2 separate regions of the Xenopus laevis genome follow, and region 2 is linked to region 1. Evidence: chromatin contacts called from public Hi-C data. All regions are on one chromosome and are shown on one strand. The core of a region is the stretch at or near the end of the contact, and the rest is flanking DNA. Distances in the headings are between cores, read along the strand shown.

Region 1 (2,662 bases), core at 83-2,582:
CCTATACATTACAACACTTAAAAAAAAAAAAAAAAAAAAAGAAAAATCTGATAAGTCTAAAAGAAAAGAAACCATTTAAAATACATATCTAGGTACCACCAGGCAACTGAAAGTAATATTTCAAATGTATTTTATTATCAAAGATTCATATTGGACAGGCACAACGAAAATAAATGGATTTATGGGCAAGAGGAATGTTTCACAATTTTAAACAGAAATAAAATAACATTGTAAAAAAAAAAAATACACCTCCCCATTTGTTGGTCATACAGGAACACTGCGACACATATCTTTTACAAGATTCCGTATCCATAAGACTGTCTGTAAATCAGTGCTGGTGCATATTTTTCATAATCAAGTCATTGTCCTATACAGATACTCCCCTGGTTCAATCTAAACTTTAACAAACATAAAATGCACAGACATATTTAGATGACTTAACACATACAGGATTTATTTGAAGTAAAACTCTCTAAGTTACCCATTTAGAGCACAGTTTGCAAAAAGGTTCAAGTGATCACAAAAAATGAGCCAACCAGGGCACAGCTCTCTCCAAAATGCCCTCAGCACCAATGAAATCACGCAGAGATTAACCAATCGGGGCACACGTGTTATACTCCCAGAATCCTTCTACTCGTAAAACATCAGCCATTAGGCAGCAGTTTACATAGCATAAAGCAAAAGCAATAAAAAAAAAAAAACAATATATATATATATATATATATATATATATATATATATATATATATATATATATATATATATATATATATATATCTCTATATCAAAATAATTTGTAAGAGCCTGCTAATTTATTTACTATGTCCAAAGAACTAAAATTGCTTACACTAGTCTTAAGGTTATATGAAATATACATGGAAGCAAAGATTAAAATGAAAATACAGTTTATAAGAAAAAAATGGCTTTATTAAAGTTAACTGGCATAACATTTTTTAGCAGTTCTAACATATACACGACTCATACTCTGGTTTAAAAATGTGTGTTTTAAAAGGATAGCCCCCACAAATCAAGCACAGCTGAGATTTAAAGAGAAACTACATGAAAAACAGTAGTTGATTGGGGGTTTGTAGTAACATTTTACTGATCAACTGTTGATTTTGAGAAAAATAGTCATGAAATATGGCTTTTTATGTATCTAAAGCAAAGCCACATGATGATTAGTTAAATAACTGCTCAGTTAAGCCAAGCAAGCATTGTGACATTCATGATCATAATCTCTGCTTGCCATTGCTTAAGAACAGAATGTGCCCTTTGTGCATGTATTTAGAGGTCAATCTACTTTAAAGCAGGAATGTCAAATTAGTGACCCCCAGCTGTGTGAACTACAATTCCCAGAATCCAGCAACTGTTGAATACTCAGCTCTTAGCAAAGCTGGGAGCTGCAGAATACAAACAAAAGTTAGGAAGTTATAATAGGACTGGCAAAAAATAAAGCAAGTACTGGCTACTCCGCATGTGACAATACATCAATTGTATTCAATGGAAAAAAAAACAAGCTTTGCAAGGATGAATTAGATCAATAAAATAGAAAAAAAGCTGGCACTTTTAGATGTTTTATATTAGAACTCCCCCATGTAAAACTAGTTTAAATGTATTATATAACAGTTACTACTAATAGATTCCCTTTAAATAACACCATCCCCCAAAAAGGCATGTTAAGAATTGGTTAAGACAGTTTGCTTGCCTAGAGATGACCATAGACAGTCTGCCCTATATCTGTGTAAGATTTAGTACCATGTTAGCCATTGAAAAAAATGCGGAAAATGTTAAGTTTGGCTACTTTTTATTGGCTAACTGAATAAGTAGCAATTGCAAGCTTTCGGAGCACACAGGCCCCTTCGTCAGGCATAATACTGCTGAACGGGCCTGTGTGCTCCAAAAGCTTGCATGTTACTTATTCAGTTAGCCAATAAAAAGTAGCACCAAACTTTTACATTTTCTATATTTGTGTAGAACACCAACCAGCAGTGCATAGAAACTATGTTAAATAGAAGGAGTGTGTATATATTTGGTCCTATTTTTTTTTAACATAATTTTGTACATATCTTAAATATTACAATGCACACTGACAAACATATCAATGAGATTCCATCTCTAATGCTCAGCATGTAATTATATAGTGAATAAAGTACCCCCTCTTGTAAAATATAAGGATATTATAAGTTACCAAGGAGTTTCATGACCTTATAAAAACACGAGGCCGAAGGCAGAGTGTTTTTATACAGGTCATGGAACTCCGAGGTAACTTCTAATATCCTTATATTTTGCAACTGGGGGTCCTTTTTTATTATAATACACACGTTCCAGTGAGTCATGTGACAGAAATGACATCAGAACTCACCGTTTATAACTGATGACATCAGAACTCACCATTTATAAGGATATAATTTACAAGATATTCATGGCTTTTGTGTAATATATACAGTATATATGTACACTCCCTATTATCTTGGAGGTTGTATTACAGACAGATATGCTACATGCTCATGCATACCTTCCAACCAACATTCACAGCTGGAAAACAGGACAATTTAAAGGAGAAGGAAAGTCTTGTTATACTTGAGGGTGCCGAAAGTTAGGCACCCCAAGTGATCCTATTTACTTACCTGAAACCCCGGGCTGGTGCTCCTATCAGGAGAAA
Region 2 (2,662 bases), core at 70-2,569, 62 kb after region 1:
AAATTGGGCAGGAAAATCAAACCTGCCCAAATGAGATCTTGATGATTTTTGGTCAGATATCAGTCTAGGAGGCCTGTTGGTGGGCCTCATATACTAGCAGATAAGGTGCCAAATCAGTATAAAGGCCCGGAAAAGGCAGCTTAAATCTGACCGTGTATGGCCAATTAATGTTTAGCACTTTGGCCTTGGGTTTTGGAGCAAGTCCACCTATTTGTGGCCAAAGATGTGAGACCGATGTAGGGCTGTACTGCAGATGAAGAGTTAAGTACAGGAGCAGGGATGGCTTCCTTGAAAAAAAACCTTCATAGAGATGCCTTAAATTCCTTCATATGCAATGAGGTCTCCCTGCAGATTCCTAGCAGAAAGCAATGGGCTGCTAGCAGCCACCTGATCATCCCCCCTCACTGCAGAGGAGGTTACTGCAGTCATTCTCCCCTCTCTAACCTCTGCCTGGGATCAACCTCGCAGGAAACCTACTGACACCTCTTCCTCTCCAGACAGAGATCAGCAATGCTCAAACACACAGCACTTGTTCAACTACAACTCACACGGGCTGTGGGGGTGGGCTGGGTGCTGTTCAGCAGCTGGAGGGCCAATCCATGTTGCTACTGCAGCAAAACTTTCATGGAGACAGCGGTATCCACCTGGGATTGAGCCCAAACAGCTGCCTTAATACTGGTAGCATTCCTTACCGTGACACGGGATGATCGGCCGTCCTAGCGCGGAATATGGAGCAGAGCAAGTCCCTTAGTAAAGTCGTTTCCTCTCCCCCTTCTCTTCCCTTCCCCGCAGTGCAGGGATCAGGCAGCACATTCCAGGCAGAGGATAGTAACAATGTAAGGTGGGCTTCCCTATAGTAGGACCCACCTCCACTCTGCTGCCGTCAGTCCCACTCCATATAAGGACAGTCTGGGCTGACTCCTCACTTTTACTCAAGGAAGGCGGGGCCCAGTGAGCCCCGGGGAAGGGGTTGCCAAAGGGAGAGCAGGGAGAAAGAGGGAAAGAAAAGTCCGGAGGAAATGAGGGGGGCGAACGAAACAAGAGAACAGGGGGGTTGGGGGAAGGAAATATCAAAGAGAAATGATGCAGGAGAGAGCGACACGGTGGGAATGGAAGGAGGGAATTAAAAGTGTGATTCAGCAGTAAGTGACGTGTGTGAGTGAGAGGTAGACAGGGAATGTAGGAGAACTGAAAGAAAATAGGAAGGGCGAGAAGCTGGGTGTGGGACATGCGAAGAGTAGGGCGCAGTTCTGACAAAAATCATTATTCAAAAGGGCTGATATTTTATCCCTATGATCAGACACACGGCGTTGACGCTTCAAATAAACTGAACAGCGAGTCACGACGTGAGGAAACGTAGTCGGCAGGTCTGGGAGAGGGAATGGGTTAAATCGGGGATTAAGCAGAAAGCCGCTGACTGACTGGGCCCACAATTAACCCTCTCGAAACCAGAGAAGGGTTAAATAAAGGTCCAAGGGCAAATGATGTCTTTCCAGTGCAAGAACTGCATTGGGACCCTACATTAGCACTATCTCTGTCTGACTTTACCAGTACTGCCTGCATTGAACCTTTCGTATTAGTCCCTCGTTTAACTGCGTCTGTGTCGATACCTGACTATTAACAGTCTGTGCTGCCTGTCACATGTCTTGTCCTAAATGGCATCACTATGTCTGCTGAAAGCATTGTGTGACTGCTGAATGCCTCCCCATATTCACTACTACATGAACAACAACAAACAAACAATAGCAGCCCCAGTCGCATTGTAGTGTTGTCTATAGTGCTATGTGATGGCAGGGTATTCAAAATAACACTTTACTACTTTGTTTCCCGTAGACAGGTATGTTCTTTGCAAAGTATTAGGCCTCATATAAAATTGGTACGTGTCCATGCCAAAGTTCAAAGCTTTGCTAAAGTTAGTGGCTGTTTTTACTGCATCTTCTCTCCGGCATACCCATATGTAAATACCCATAGGTAAATACAAATGCCAGAGGTCTTTTGAGTAGCTTAATGACCAATCTGTGGCACATAAAGAAGTCCAAGTAACCGATTTTCACAGCTGTCACTTCAGCTAATGCAAAATGTGGACACTGGGGAGGAATTCTCAAAAGTGGGATTCAAATTTTTGGGAGTTAAATTAAGAACTGTATTTGTGTTTGGTGCTTCCCTAGGCATCAGCCCACCCCTAACCAGGGCCACGAGGCAAGGTCAGAAGGTTGTCTCAGGCGGCAGTGAGCAGGCAGTTACTATGGGCGAAAAAAAGCCATTGCTTGTAACTTTAAGATTCAAATTTTCAATTTTGAAGCTGGAAATTCAGCTCTGCTAGTGCAGAGAGCCAGCGGCGTAACCAGGACCACCATCAGAAATCGCAGGGCCCCATACGAAAAAATTTCCTGGGCCCCCTGGGCTGCGCCCACTGCAAGCCCCACCTACAGGTCCGCCCTCCCCACCACACAGTAAAAAAACAAAAAAATATTGGTGGGTAGGGTTCCCACATGTTAATAACAAATAAAAAGATATTGGTGGTCAGGGCCCCCCATAAAAAAACATTTGTGGCCAGGGCCCCCCATTAAAAAATATTGGTGGCTAGGACCCCACATGAGAAAAAAAAATTGGTGGCCAGGCCCCCCCCCCCCACACACATTATAAGAAAATTGTTGGCCAG

What was found. A called contact is a pair of places that touch in the nucleus more often than the background predicts.
Region 2: a Hi-C map of the XL177 cell line shows a contact between it and region 1, with 1.8 times the contacts expected there. The contact joins the promoter of luzp1.L here to the enhancer-like site in region 1. A contact is called at or near these places in 2 of 4 Hi-C or Micro-C datasets (the XL177 cell line and the XTC cell line).

What each region holds. Positions count from the first base shown.
Region 1 is chr2L:92,891,984-92,894,645 of Xenopus_laevis_v10.1, forward strand. No RefSeq gene overlaps it. Among protein-coding and RNA genes, the nearest start is that of LOC108708261, 36 kb to the left of the region's middle. Within about 2 kb of position 1,333, at least 1 of the 7 cell types and tissues checked has an H3K27ac peak or open chromatin away from gene starts, as enhancers often do.
Region 2 is chr2L:92,954,028-92,956,689 of Xenopus_laevis_v10.1, forward strand. luzp1.L (leucine zipper protein 1) reads right to left here and starts at 1,320. Exons shown (of 7, transcript XM_041582176.1): 1 at 693-1,320.